Linked DNA regions of Anas platyrhynchos: region 2 is linked to region 1. The links are chromatin contacts, called in public Hi-C maps. All regions are on one chromosome and are shown on one strand. Each heading gives the region's core, a stretch centred on a gene start, on an enhancer-like site or on the middle of the called end of the contact. The rest is flanking DNA. Distances are from core to core; before and after follow the strand shown.

Region 1 (7,791 bases), core at 2,778-5,277:
AGCGTGCTGTTTACGACGCCGTACCACGCACCTCCTGCACCTCTGACCTCGGGCACGTCCCGAAATAACTCAGCCAGGCTGGGCAGCCACACGGGGAGCGCCGCGGAAATTCGGGGATTCTTCATTTCCAAGCTGGGTTAATTAACGGGCACGGAGGCTGATTTCCCAAATCGTGTCCGGCACACTAGTGGGAAGTCGATCTGTCAAGAGCCTGGGACTAAATTAAGTTCTCTCTGGTGAGGGAAGGCAGGAATGTTTGGGAGAGCCTGCAAGAATTACAGCTCGCCACGCGCTTCAGCAGCTGTGTCAGCCAGCTCCTACCGTCTTCTTCAGCAGCTCTCCCCAAAGCAGATGTTTCCATCTCCTTATCCAGCCCCTTTTTTAATTGCATTGCATCACCTGACTCATTTTATTCTGTATATCCACAGCCCTTCAACCTGGTGAAGAAACAAAGCTCTGAATGGACTCTGAGAGAAACTCCCGTGAAATGTAAACCGAGAGAAGGGGAGGACTCTGCATCTAAAATTATCTGTCAGATGCTTTTTTCCTCCAGTCTGGATTAACCTGAGATTTCCTATGGTTCCCTGGCTTATTTCCATGTGTACATAATCAGAAAGGAAAAAAGAAGAGAAAAAAGGACTCCTTAATCTCTAGGAATTGATTAACACTGCAGGAGCTGAGGATAGCAAAAGGAACATCCACTGCTGGGCCCGTTCACTACGAGGAAACTCCGGTGTCTCAAAAAGCCACTGAATAGGAACTGAGAATTTCTCTCCGTGACAGGCTGGGGTAAACTCCTGGGAGGAAGAAGTGTCCTGAAATGAACAACAAGATGCTTTGAACACACAACACGTTACTAATGAAAGGAAGAATGTCGGTGATCATTCTACTGCAGGATTTCCGGACGACTCATCTTTAATTGTAGCTGTGTTTCACTAATTAATCCTGACAGCTCCTCAGTTGGCCCCCTTACAGGTACAGGCTGTGATTTTTGTTAGATGTGAACAATATTCCTGTAGCTTTTATGGCAACTAGCACATAAAATAGTCCTGTGAAAATCTCAAATAATTCTTGATGTTAAAATGTTAAAATATTTATTGTTTTCTGAGGAAATAAAAACAAGAAAAGAGTAGACCACCACTGGATACAATGGGTAACCTCCTTTGACTTCTCACAAGTGAGAGGTACCGACGTTTTCCTCCAGCCTGTAACACTTCCAAAAGACAACTGGGAGCCCTGTGCATCCCAGGGCTGGATTTCTCACACGGCTCCCTCAGCAAAGCCCTTGTCGTGACCCTGCCGGGCTCCTCCAGGCCCGACCATGGCGCCGATCTAAAATTAACCCAGGTGCTACTAGAAGGCATAAAGTAACCAAGTAAATACCGCCGACAGTAAACACAGCCTGAGCTCCAGCCAGCTCCCTGCACCTGTCCCTGCACGACCACGCAATGATTTTAAAGGTTGCTCCCTCCCTCGCCGCGCTCACGTCGCAAGAAATTCACGGAAACCCCTCGCTGCTGGCAGAGAGGAAACAATAAAAACTGACCTGAGATGCCGGGCTGTTTCTCTCTCACTTTTCCCATTAGTCACTCGAAGGATTAATTACACAACGCAGATAAAACACTTCAAGCACACTTTCAGGCTATCGGTAATTCTGTTATCTTTGAAAGAAGCAGAAACCTGAGTTTTACGAAGCTTTGTCCCTACACTGAACTTTTCCTGCTGCCATCGATCACGCTGACGCTGTTCTTGTTTTGTTAATCCGTGACTCCAGGAACACGGAGCTGCCGTAGGAGAGTTTTAAGCAGCAGGAGATGCAAAGCTCAGGGAAAAGCAGCGTCCAGGGGGGCTGCCTGAGCGGAGGCTGGAGAAGAGAAGAGAGGATTACACAGACAGCGAGTCCAAGGTCCTGAACAAGGGGAAAAAAGGGAGGAGAAAAACAAAAGGGACTTTTCCTACAGTCAAGAAATACGGCTTAATCATCACAATGTTTTCTATCCAAAGGTGAACGGGACAGTTAACGCATCTCGGGAGGATGCGGTGACAGCAGTCTCTGATATGAGGAAGGGAAGAGATTTTTTTAAAGCAGCTGTTGCCTCTGGTGCTTTGGCTAGGACTGCTTCTTCATGGTTGCGTTTTTCCAATGTGTAGAGAAACTTCTTGAGCCTTGGTTATACAAGATGAGAGTGGCTCCACTATAAGGATGCTGCAGTTGGATTTCTGTAACGAAGCCTGATGGTTAGCCAAAATCTTCAGGCTGCAGAAAGGGCAGGAGAAAATACTTGGCTTACGTTCCAAATTCCCAAACCAATTTTTTTTTTTCATGGAAACGGCCGATAACCCTGAGCAGTCTCACACAAAGACGAGTTTTTCATCTATTTTAGACGGGCTAAAATCCAGTTTGTGGTTCCACACCACAGCCTCCGAGGCAAAAGAAGAAAACCCATCAAAGTGGCAGACTCAGGCCTCATTTTTGCTGATTTTTGACTCAGGCTGATTCATGCTGGCTGCCACCTCGTGCCCACTCCCATCAACTTTAACGAAACTTGGCAGGGGTGAAGGGTCCACTCACCCAGACAGAGATCTGGGTGCGAGCTGGCTTTCTATATCTGGGTTATGCTTGAGGAGGTCAATTTGCTTAAATGTAAGACAAGCACATCATTGTCCAGTCATGCATCCTGTTGTGCAAACACCCACAGAAAGAGTTTATGGCAGGAAAACACCGTCCTGCCATAAAAAGCTGCCTGGAGCTGTGGCAGAGAACCAAGGTAGGAAGAAAGACACCGCTGTTTCCCTGCCTATTCTTATGTTTGGCAAAGGGTGTTTGGGGCGAGGACCCTTCCACACAACACACCGCTCGCTGCCTTCCTGAAATAGTTGGAGAAATCACTCCCAGCAGCTGTTAACGAAGCTACAAATCGAGGACCACAAACACAGCCAAAAATTAGGGCTATTCTTGAGACAGCGCTAGGCAGGCTTTTTAAGAATCCGGGGTGGACGTGCTGGAAATGACGGCTTGTTTCACAGTCAAAAATGAGCTACAGAGGGGAAACGAGCATCCGAACCACGTAACAGGGCTACCTGCTTCTTGATCGACTTCTGCAGCCCTCCTGCAGCCAGCTCCTTGCACAAAGGGGCAGGAAGGGGCGTGATCAACTCAAGTGCAATATTTCTGGATTCTGTAAAGGGCCCGCGATCAGGACTAGTTATATGAACAGGAATGAAAAGAAGAAGTGCTGTTTGCTTGCATGATTTCGGTAAACAATTTTGGAAAATTACTGTTTTATCTACTGTTTTGGTATACTTCTAAGAACAGAGACGTATTTCAAGTGTCTGACAGTTTTTGCCCTTAGTTGTCTGGAGTTATCTCCGGTTTGCTGGTTGCACCCGTATGGCCGTGTCACCACCCAAACCCTTCACAATTACAATTATTTGACACATTTTACCCCTCACCAGCCGAGTACCACTCACAAAGCCAGCACAGCCCCCTGGGCTGCCCCCAGCCCCCTTCCCTCACTTTATCTCACCACCTCCGGGCTCAGGGGGCCGAGGACCCCCCAAACAAACCCCAGCAGCTCCCCAGGACCCCATTACCGGGGGGGGGCGACCCCAGGGACCCCCCAGCGAACCCAAGGGGCCTCCCCCACCCCATGGGGGCGTGTGAGGAGCATCCCCACGGCCTCCCCCGCGGGACCCAGCGGCGGGGCAGGCCCGAAGTCCCCTCCCCGCCTCCCCCCTCGGTACCTTTCCGAGTCGCGGCCGTCGAAGAAGACGAAATCGCCGCCCCGGACGCACTTAGCGCAGGTGAGGCGGCGGCGGGTGGTGTTGCAGAGCGGGCAGCGCTCCACCGCCACGTACAAGCCTTCGGCGTCCTCCTCGGGACCCCTCAACGCCGCCGGCCCTGCCCCGGGGCCGGGTCCCGGTGCCGGTCCCGCCCCGGTTCCCCCCTGCCCGCCGGGCTGCGGCCGGCAGCCGCTGGGAGCCGCCATCTTGGGCGCCCCGGTCACGTGGGGCCGTGTTGTGGCGCCGGGCATTGTGGGAACAGGGCGCTGAGGGGACGGCCCCTCAGGGGGGGGTTGTGAGGGGAGGGGGGTCCCCTCACCGGTGTGAAGCGATAAATAAATAAAATTATATATGTAAAGGCTGTTTTGTGGGTGTTTTTCTTGGCCCAGGTTATACAGGCAGTCCTGGTGCGGAGGGTTAGGGAAGAAAGTGGGGCAAGTGGAGGGAAAAAGGGGGAGTAAAGGGTGTAGGGCAGCATCCAGCACACATCCCTCATGGCACCTAAATTCTGTTCCCCTGGGGTGAAGGGGGTGCACATGTACCTCACAGCCCTGTACCCCAGAAGAAGCTATGGCTACCCAAAATTAAATTATTTGGGTAATACTTATTGTTTGGGTAATTATTTGAGTAGTTCTTATAGTATCAGGAATCAACCTTTGCGTAAAAGGGGTCAAAAGGATTAATACACATCCTTAAAAACAACAGGCTAGCAGATTTCCTTGCCCCAGTCCCTGTATGGAGCCACACATCAAGATTTGTCAAGATTGAGATGGGTGTTATCAGCTGGTATCCAGAATCAGAGAGCCAGTGCTCTGCGGGAGGCTAGGGAGAAAAGTGGGAATTTAAAGTAAAGAAACTCCAAGTCAGGACTCAAAGCACTACTGTCACAACCTGGGACATGAGTTCTTTGTAAAAAGTAAGCCAGCCTTTATTTTTCCCCTTCTTTTTGTATTTAAGTACTACAAAATACTAGCATGAGCAGCACTGCACAGAAAGAACCCAGATACTTGTTTTTAAGACAAGTTACCATAGCAAACAAAGTTATCAGCAGCTCTGAAAAAGCACAGAGACCATTTCTTATCTTTAAAGCTTTATCCACACTTTTAAAGAGCATTGACTTCTCTGGTGAAATTATTCAGCTAGCTCTTAATGAAAAAGCAGATTTGTTCCTTGAAGGAGGCTCATCTTAGATAAGCTTTCTCCCAACACCCCAATGAGAACAGGTTGTTGCTTTTCACTTGCAAGGATTCTGGTAACTCAAGCTTATCAGCTTTTACAGCTACAGTGCAAATAAAAGTTCAGCCCATAGCTGTGGAAAGTCTGCAGGGTTAGAAAACAAACAGAAAAGTAAGCCTCTGTTTAGAATAGATTTGAGTTTGGAAATACACAGTTTGATTGTGACAAAGAAGCTGATAACATAGTTAAGACCGGTTTATCACAAGGAAGTGCATGAAGTTTTTCAAGCTTTCTTTCCAGGGGAGCAAAGGGACAGTTATGAAAGCACATGTGAGACATCACAGACAAGTTGAGGTCACATCTGCACCAAATCAGAAGTGAACTGGTGACAGCAAAACTAAGCCCATGACGCCCTGTCCTGTGTTAAGCTGTTGCCTATAATGTGGGTATTTATCGGAAGGGCAGGCAGCCTTTAGCATGGGTTATGCTTAAGTCATCAAATAGCAACCTCTAGTGGCTCAGGGAGCTTCCTGACAGATCTATCCCACCTTTGGTAGAAAACAAGGGGAGGAAACAACACAAACACCAGCAGCCCTGTTCTGGAATAAAAAACTTTGCTTCTTTGGAATCATAGGAGGTACCAGAACAGTCAAGGGATCATCTTTACACTCTTCCTTGTCACGTTACCCACCTGAGCATGACAGCTTCAGCAAAGGAAGCCTTGAGTTCCCTTGTAGATGAGAGACAAAATTAAATTACCAAATGCTTTCATGTAGTGCCATTGCCTGAGCTCTGATTAAATAACTTAGATAATTAAGCCTTGAACATCCAAGACTTTATATTTTCTTCAAGTCCACTTTAAAGGTAGTTCCTAATTAACAGGTTTGCTTTTCAGGCCAAGCAAGCCTCCCATCATCTGAGAGGATTTCAGTAATGCAAGTGGGTACCACTTTTTAACCCATGTAAGACAAATTGCAGAATTTGCTTCATTCTCCCCCACCCCAGTTCTCCTTTCCAGGTACGTTCCAACACTGTCAGGGTCCTTGAATATCTTCTCTATAAAGAGTATCAGCACCATTATATAATTGTTTATCCAACCTGTGGGATTAGAGGGAGTCAGTAGATGTCCTCTACATTCATTGTCTGTCTTCAAAACATTGGAGTCAAGTCATACTGGATTTTGTAAGCTGTGTTGTAGACAAAAATATATTTTGAGTTTGAACATGAAAGTACTTCATTACAGGAGCTAACCTTCAGTACTTAAAGCTGAGAATTTTGATGAAGCTAGTTTGAAGTACATTGTTGATTCATCTGTTTAACAGGGATGAGGCACAAGGCCTCCGTTACAAAATAAGCGCAACCTTAATATGCTTTATATTAAAAGTACATTTGTTTGGCAAATTTCTCAGCTTGACACAAGTTGTCAGAACTCAAGTGGATTACAGACAGCAAATCTTCATGAAAAAACTTTTCACAAACTGTAGCAAAGCATCAGCAGTTTTAGCAGTCATATGTCATTTGCTTAATAATCCACAACTGTACAAGTGGGTCCAGGAATACCCTTGGCTTCTGTTCCATGCCTTGTATTACAAACTGGTAAATTGTTAGTTTCTTTACGGGCCACGTTATGATGCTTTCTTGAAACCTTTTAGAATGGGATAGATGTTCTCAAATGCCTCATAGATTTCAGAACGCTCTTTTGCCCCTGTAAAGACATTCAAAAAATAAAACCAACACATTAAGAATTAGAGCATTGAGAATAACTGAATGCACCTCAAATCTAATGATGAGATTAGAATCCATGAAGAAATGCAGGAGTTTAAAAGCAAATTTAAGAACTCTCGTCAAATGTTAGTTTAAGGCAGAATTTCTGTCATGTTACTTCTGTACCTCAAAGAACAATTTATAGCTTGCTTTGCTTTAAGACTAGTTTTATGTTGTAGTACCAAAACAGCAGTTAGTTTCTCCTGACAGACGCCAAACACTGTCTGTCAAATAAAGCCAGTCAGAGGAATCAGAGTTTTATCTGCTTAACCATAACAGCTCTTTCTCTTGATAACTAGAAAGGTGGAAACATGAAATGAAGGGCATTTATCCCATTCATTCACAGTTCGATAATTCCTCTCTCCCAGTTCCAAGAAGCTTTAAGCTTTGTTAGGTCACCTGTGATTTCTAAGCCATCCTTATCCACATTACTGCAAGCAAATCTTTAATACCAGTACTGCAGCAGGGAGGAACAGTCCTTGCCAGTGATACTTATCTACCACATAAGTGTAATAGGCATTAATGACAGGCAAACTGCATTTAGATGGACTAACAATTGGACTAAGTTGCACTCAGGACAGATGTGTAAACTCTTCCCCTTCCATGAATGTAGGATATGGTTAGACATGACTAAATCATCTGAGTTACCACAAGAACATTTTGGGATTAGGGAAGAAATTCAGTTTAACAGATTTAGTTTTGTCATTACAATTAGGGCCCAGTGTTCACAGGCAAGGACTAGCTTTAGTCCTTCTGGGCATGCTTTGCACTCTAGGGTGTTAGTATATCCCCAAACGTGTTCTGTTTGGAGGTAGCCAGTATGATTTCAGTGGGCCCAGAAGGAAGGTGGTGGGGCATTAGAATGGGAAGCATTTAAACTTCATCCTGACTGCTCTACAGTTCAATTAGCTCATGATCTATGATTTTGAGAAACTCTAAGGCTTCTTCTGCTGTTCACATACCTCAAAGCTCTGTCATGAATATACATGTAATATTAGGTTCCTCTGGGAACCACAAGTACCCGTTTACCTTTCTGTACAGCTGTGTAAAGGCATTTTCATAAGCTTT
Region 2 (7,791 bases), core at 1,390-3,889, 260 kb after region 1:
GACTCTGCCCTAACACCTCGTAGCTTTCCAAAAACCAGGCAAAGAAACCAAATTCTGCACACAAACAAACAAACAAAAAAATGCAGAAATGCACCCACAGCTCCTGCAGGCTTCTGTTCAGCATCACTACTTGCATGAGACCCTACAAATCACCCCTTGTTCCCGTCTATAATGCCTGGCAGTGCTGGCCCTGGGGACACCTCCCTGTGCTGCTGGGGCTGCCGTGGGGCTGGGGGTGCCCGTGCAGCCCTCTCTGGGTCCCAGATGTGCTGCTGGAGACCTCGATGCTTCATCCCATTGCTCCAGCATTGATTTCCAGCCTCATTAACTCCTTGGATCATCACAGCATACTTGGCTCATATGTGTTATCCTGGCCTTTAGCCTCCCTTTCTATATATTTTTTTTTTTCTTTGTATTTTCTTGCAGGGGAAATAAAGTTTCCTGATTTTTTCCCTGTGCTCCCTTCGCCTCACCTGATGAGTTTGCTGTGCTGATGCAGGATCAGAGCCGCCCGTGTGACAGCAGCAGGTCTGCCTTGCATTATTGGCACTATAGACAAGCCCTCGCTGCTTTTATAAATGTAAGTACCTTTCTGAATCAATAAATCAACATTAACACTGCTTTAAATTGGTACAACACGTCGAGGGAATTTGCTGGGTAATTCTTTTTCCTTCTGATTAATTCACTTTGTCCGCTCCAAGCCCAGCTGCTTCGGGGGCCGAATCCTCATCTCAGCACCTTGGATTTTCACCAGCTGAGCCAGAGCCTGGTGGTTTTCTTCTCCCTGGGAAGGGCCATGCCCAGCACCACGAGCACGGACAAAAAAAGTTCCCCAGCCCCTCCGGGAGCAGTGGTTTTGGTGCAGTTATTATCTGCCGGAGCCACGAGCGCGGGCTTTGTAAGGCTGCACAGATCCGCATTGAAAGGGAAGAAAAGAGCTCAGCGTTCTGGTCGGGGCTGTGAATAATGCTGGTTTTAAACCGCCTGAATCGAGTGTTTAGTGTAATACACCCCACCTGCTTCCCAGCCACAATTAGGGCTGCTGAGATCAAGCGACTCGCTTGGAAATGCCCCGAAGAGATGTTTGCACGTTGACACAATCCATTACCCTATCTCCACGGGTTTTATTGTCACTATTTATTAAGGACACTGTAAATGTGCAAAGCTGCCTCATTCTGCAGGGAAGAGGCCCTTAATGGGCTCGGGGGAGACCAAAAGCCCAGCCATCTGCGTGGGAAATCAGTGCCCCCCCTAAAGGGGCGAGACCCCCGGGACGCGCTCCGTGGGGCTGAGTTACGCCCCGCGTAGGAAACTTTCCCCACGTCTTTTTTTCCTCAAACATTTTGAAAACAAAGCCCTGGGGCACCTCGCTTCAGCTCATGTCTCCCCCACGGTCCCTTATGAGAGGGATTCAGCTCCTCCTTGTGTCTCTTACAATTATCAGTTTGCAGCCTTGGGGCTTCAGCCCCAAATGGGAGCCCTCTTGGCTTCACCCCGTATCTTCTTCTGCCTTCTTCCTCTATTTCCCTTCCCAGCATTTTATTTATTTATTTTTTTTCCCACAGTGAATTTAGGTTGGAAATGCCTTTTTCATTTGTTATTTTATTTATTATTTATTTTTTTTCCTGCTTGCTCGCAGCATCCTAATAGCCCGGTGCGCAGATTTGGGGAGAGCCGGGCGTGGATGTGGCGGCTTGGGCTGCCCTCTCTCGGCACTGCTGCTCGTTGCACAGAGCAAAACCAGCAAAAAAACCAGCTCGCTCGGTTACAAGCGCTGCTTTAAAGCTCTCCCACTCCTCTCCTCTCATTACACCGTGCTCAGGTTCCCCCCTCGCTGCTTTAAGGTCACGGAGCATATTGCGGCTGGGCGATGCGGGCGCATCTGTCCGCCAACTTCCTTAATGAACCTTTTCAATCTCCTTTTTTTTTTTTGGCCCTCCGGTAGCTCGGACACAGCCCTTGGGGGAGTAATTAAGGCTTTTCACGACATTTGTGAATGTGACCTCCTGCCTCCCCCCCGTCCCGGTGTAAATCACTGCGGCGCACACGTGCTAAGTCACGAAATCCCCCTGAGCCACGGGGGCACGCGGCTCAATAGCGCTTGGCAAGTCCTGCGACTTGTTCTTGGCAGGCAGACTGCTGAATTTCATCAGCGAGATGGAGAAAGGTTACAGCCGAAGGTTACAGACAATCTCTTTTTTTTTTTTTTTAAACAAAAATTTAATTTGGGTAGTCTCGAGCTGTTTAACCCAGCCTCGCTTGCCCGCAGCCTGCTGGTTTTCCCCTTCGCAGGGTGCTCGGAGGAGGGATCCGGGTGCTGTTGTGTCATCCCCTGCGCTCTGGAGCAAAACCATCTGAGTGTGCAGCCCCCAAAATCCCACATTTTGCTGCAGCAAAGGCTCCTTCGAGAGCCACTTGTCCTCAAACACCCCAGGGCTGGAAGCAGGACTGGTGCCTCCACCCTTTGCACAAGTGGAAAAGAACCCCAAAGGCGCGTCCTGCTCCTGTTGGGTAAAACAGCCCTTTGGTTTCCAGGCAGCCCTATCTCGGGGGGGCGAAGGACGTGGTGTTCTCTGTCCCCGCGTTTGTCACACCGACCTGATGCAATATCTCGTGATTGCTAATTTCTCTGCTGTCTTTTTTTTTTTTTTTTTTTTTTTTTTTTTCCTCCGGGGCTCTTATCGGGGTTGGTAGATAAGGCAATGTGAGACCGAGCAAGTGGATGTGTCGGGCAGAAAAATAAATACTGTGCCTTACAACTTCCCTCACCCTCCCATAAATTCCTCTGCAGATGCAGCATTAGCAAAGGCTTCTTTTTCTCTCCTCATTTATTTTATTTTATTTTACTGCAATTTTCACCATCACTCCTGAGACTTAACTCCCTGGCCAGTGGGTTTAAGGGAACTGTCCACCTCGCTGTCATAGTACTTTGGGATGGAGCTGGAGCACGTCTGGTGTAAGGGCATTGCTTTCCCTCCTGCAAATTGCCTTCCAAAAATCAGATTTATGGCCAGGTATCGCAGCACCCACCCCTTGCCCCTCACCACCCCAAACCGAACGCCGGCCACAATATGCACTGCCAAAGCTGCTTTCCCAAACACCCCAATATTTGGGGGTCGCTGCCGACCCCAATGGTCACTGCCCTGTAGGGATGATAGGAGCAAAACCCCTTGGCGTGCAGCAATCCCCAAAAAAGGGTCAGCAGGGGACTGCTGCAGTGGAGGCCCCTCGCTGCCTGCGTGCTGCTGCCACCTAACGCCCAGAGCCGGGGGAGAAGGTGCTGAAAGAAAATAAAAAACTCCTTTTCTCCAAGGAAATTTGTTTCTGCAGGTAAATAGGGCTCCTGGCCCAAGCGCCAGCACCCCCAAACCCTTAGGATAACATCCTTAGAGTATCCAGGCTGCAGGGTGGCTGCGATGCCCTTAGGTGAGGTGTTTTTTTTTGGCTGAGCACACCCAAAATCTGTAGGGAAACCTCCCTCCTCCTGCAGGCACTGCTCCCATCGGCCTTTTTTTCTGCCACACAAGGCAAGGAATCGATTTTTTCCATAGCTGGGGCTGCAGCCTGGTGGGGAAGGGTGCGGAAAATGGGAATTTTTCCATTGGGTCGCATCCTCTGGGGTCACTTTCTCCGTGTCCTCGCGGTGCTGCTGCCTGCAGTGGGTTTTTGTGTGGGTGCTCAGCAGCGGGCTCCTTGCCCTAGGTCACTTCTGCACGGGGCTGCCTTTTTCGTGTGCTTTGGCACTCCCAGTTATCACACCCCAATGAATGTCAGTGGGTTTAAGAAATGGCTTTTGTCCTGCTCACCAGGGTTGGGAAGAGGAGTCATGGGGCTGGTTGGCGAGACCCTAAAAGTGGTGTCTATTTAACCTCCTAAAGATCCTCCAAGGGTCTTTAATGACCTCACCAGCGGTGATTTTAGGTTTTCTTCCCGGTGCTCTGTAAAGGATGAGGAGGGCAGGATGCCTGTGAGGCCGAACACAATGCAGTGTTTGGGGTCACAGCATTTGGGGTTGCCTCTGGCTTTTGGGAAGCTGCTGCTCAGTGCCAGGTGGAGCAGGGCAGAGGTGATGGGTGCTGGGGTGTCCGAGGCCAAAGGCTCGTGCTCACAGGGGCCAGCCGAGGAGCTTCCTTATGACTGCACCAAAAATCAAAGCTTTATTTTATTTATTTACTGCAAATGTCTTTAACTCCGTGCAGGTCCCCAGGGGTGCTCCTGGCCCTGCCACCAGCCAGCACGGCCCCAGCTCGATGGCAAAGCTCAAGCAGTCAGACACAGGAGCAGTGTTCGGCCTCCAGGAATTGTGCCAGGTAGGAAAAAAAAAGCTTTTTTTCCCTTTATTTTTCCTTTACCACTGGGAAGACCTCATCTGCACACACACCTCTGGTGGTCACAGGGTGTCCAGCCGCTGTCTCTGGTATTTCTTTTGCCATTCCTATATGCAAGGGGATTAGGTGGCAGCAGCTCTGTGCCGGCATTTGGGGTCTGAGTGCTTCTTTCAATTTAGCTTAACTGGGTGAGGAATTGACTTAAACTAGATTGATATAAGCCACTCTTAAAGATTTAAGCCCCGCCGTAAGAGGATGTGCTCATGGTTTTACACTGTATTAACCCAGGCATTTGAATAACAGCTCCAAGCTAGGTCTATACTTGGGTTTTACAGCAAATTATTGCAGTTCAGGCCTGCGTGGTTTCGTTTTTTGTTGTTGTTTTGTTTTTAATGAAATCAGCAAAAAATACTAATATGGATTCCCTTACACTGGTGGGAAATTATCACACTGTGGGTTAACTTGGGGTGGTTTGCAGCTTTCCCCAGAGCGGGGACAAGGTGGAAGGCTGGTACAATGGGAGGGGGGAAGGTTTGTAAGCCCAGGTAGCACTTGATGTGCTTTAATTAGCAGTGAGAAAAGAGGAAACAAACTTTTTGGAATAAAAGAAAATGAAACCACTGCCTCCTGTGGCCAGCAGCAGAGAAGGAGGGAAGGCAGAGACGGCCCTGCTCGGGGGACACACGGAGCAGCAGGTCCCAGGACGAAGCTTTCCTGGTGGTTTCTCACTCTAAACCCCGTGCTTTCATCCAATATTTCCATTTTTATGGCATTCCCATCCCTGTGCCAGCCTCGTCCCGCTCGCTGTGCCGGCTGATGGGAGATGTCAGCCTCACGTCGGGCCGGGCGCCCGCTACGGCTACAAAGCAGCGAGTTTTGGCTAATCCCTCTCCTAGCACGGTGTATCCCTAGCACGGATACGCCGCTGCTTCCTAATGGTATTAATAATTCTCCTTTTATTTCTCACTCAAGCACTCTTGGAAGGCTCATCCAATTTAAGTCACAGCTTCTCTAGTTAGCGTGTGTCACCACGAGAGGGCAATAAATCATCTAATTATGATGATGGAGCCCGGTGTCCTTTCACAAAGCCACCCATGATGAACTTAAATGGATTTTAAACATTAATATAATAGGCATTTAGTAAAGAATGGGAAGGAAAAAGAACATTTTAAACAAGCCAGCAGGTTCCCCTGAATGTATTCGGGATGCGGGGCCTGGATTGGCCACGAAAATCATCCTGATGTGCAGGGGAAGGGAGCCCTGCCTCTTTGAGATGCTAATTCAGGTAAAAGCTCATTTTGAGGAGTGCAGACGTACTGACCCTAATGATTCAGAGCTATTTGGAGAGCTAATGGAGGGTTACAAATTTCAAATCATATCAATCTCATAAATAGCCACAGAGGATGTTCCCTTACCCGTACTTGTCCCAAGGGATGGCTGGCATGGCCCAAAGCTGGCCCTTCCCAAGGGGGCTTTAAAACGGCCCCATTCTTGTGGGTGTTTTGTGGCTCCTGCTGGCAAACCCCAAACTGGACCTTGGATGGTGGTGTGGGCAGAGAGCTCCCACCTCCTGCTGGGGTGACCTCGGCTGGTCGCCAGCCATGAGCTGCTTGAGGGTGAGGGTGGGAGATGTCCCCGAGTCACCCAGCTTTGGGGGAACCTCGTCATGTCATCCATTTGTCTCTGATGGGAGTCCCATCCTCGCTGTCCTCGTGTCCTCAGCTCCTAGGGAAAGGTCTGTGAGTGACAGAGGTGCCTGGGGCTTTTTGAGGTCTGCCATACCAGATCTCCCAGGGATGTTCTGGTAGTTTCACCTCTGCCGTTTGCCTTCCTGTACATGTGATGGGATGAGACACGGAGCAGGCACATGCTATGGGGCAGGGAGAGACCAGAGCTTTTGTAGAGGAATCCAAAAGGACCTCGATGAACCACGGTCGGAAGCGAGCAGGATGGGGCTCCTCAGCGGGTATAGTTAGGAGGGAAAATGGGGACGCACCAAGTGCTAACCTGAAGGAGATGCCTGCTGTTGAAAGCAGAGCAAATCGCAGCCCGAGGCTGATACGGCACAAAATATGCACTTCATCTGGGGGTTTATTCCCATGTGAGCCCTGCCAGGAGTTGTCCTGCCCTGCGTGGCCCTGCCAGGCCCAAGGGGAAGCACCGTGTCCTGTCTGGGGCCTGAAAATGTTGTGAGCAACTTGGACAGAGGCCAGCTAGGAGAACAGAGGCCCCAGCACTGGCTTCAAGGCCAGAAGGAGCAAAGCAACGTTGGTGGGAGTATTATTCCCTCCATCCTGGTGCCAGGGCTGGGGAGGGCAGGGAAATGCTGCTTGCAAGCACCTCTGGAGGGCCCCTGCAGCCCTGCAGGAGCCTGGGCCCTGTTGCTTTGTGTCCCTTCAAGAACAAGGCTGGAGATTAGCCTCAAACTGCACCAAAAAAAAGGCAAGAAAGCCCACGTTAAACTGCCAGCACAGCTTTGATGCTGGAGGAGAGGTGCTGTAGATATGCCACCCAGAGATGGATATCTGCTGTGAGCCCCAGTTACAGGCCCATGTACGGATCTGTCCTCCATGAGTGCCTGGGTCATCAGGGAGGGCACCTGGGTCCTCCTGGGAGCTGTTTCCAGCCTCTTGCCCCTGCATAAGCAGTGGGATGGAGGAGGAGAGCGTGGTTTGGACATGGTGTGGGGGCTGCACACCCTGGCCAGCTGCCTGCAGCAGTCCTGGGTTGGTGTTGCCCGTGCTTTACCCCAGATACACAATGGGAAGGCTGCGAGGTCCCAAACAGCACAAAATGGCCGAGGAGGACACGGCGACACCCAGAGCCCAACCAAGTTCTGTGCTGATTTGCACAACTAATAAAGATCCCGTAGGACTATGGGACTGAAAGGCCTCCGAGCTGATTAAATCTGCTTGATATTTAGGGTTCCCCCCCCCTGTCCCCTGTTAAAGGACAGTCTCCCCCTTCAAAGTGAGTGACGGCCTAAAGTGCAATGCTGATTACTGCTGATTCTCACACCGATGCGGGGCGGTGGAAAGGGGGAAAGTAGGGGGGAGAAATAAAAATCCCTGTAGGGTAGTTTAAAGTCGGCGTGAGCAGTGTGTAATCTACCCAACAGGATTGATCCAGGTCAGGCATTAAAGGCTAAAATGGATTAAACAAAAGACATTCCCCTTGTAACAAGGAGGAAAAACTTCAAAGGTGGGATTTGTTCTCGTTATGACAAAGGCAATGGATTTGCAGGGTGCCTGGGGGCACACCCCTCCGCGGTGGCTTACAATTTGCCGGAGTTGCTGGGAAGGAGCAGGACGAATGCGCCGGGGTTTCGCCGCGCGCCGCCGGAGCCCTCCCCGGGGTAGGCACGTTGGGCTAAGAGGATCGGATTGGCACCGCTTTCCCTTGTTTTGTTTTGTTCGCTCTTTAAGGGTAAAAGAAGAAAGGGAATTAAAAAAATAAATAAATT

What was found. A called contact is a pair of places that touch in the nucleus more often than the background predicts.
Region 2: a Hi-C map of liver shows a contact between it and region 1, with 2.7 times the contacts expected there. The contact joins the enhancer-like site here to the promoter of ATG14 in region 1. A contact is called at or near these places in 2 of 8 Hi-C or Micro-C datasets (liver and subcutaneous adipose tissue).

Annotation. Positions count from the first base shown.
Region 1 is chr5:4,340,323-4,348,113 of IASCAAS_PekinDuck_T2T, forward strand. ATG14 (autophagy related 14) reads right to left here and starts at 4,028. Exons shown (of 10, transcript XM_027459641.3): 1 at 3,745-4,028. The coding sequence starts at 3,989. It overlaps TBPL2 (TATA-box binding protein like 2), which reads right to left. Exons shown (of 7, transcript XM_013108409.5): 7 at 4,687-6,664. The coding sequence ends at 6,585.
Region 2 is chr5:4,599,807-4,607,597 of IASCAAS_PekinDuck_T2T, forward strand. No RefSeq gene overlaps it. Among named protein-coding and RNA genes, the nearest start is that of TMEM260, 24 kb to the right of the region's middle. Within about 2 kb of position 2,640, at least 3 of the 8 cell types and tissues checked have an H3K27ac peak or open chromatin away from gene starts, as enhancers often do.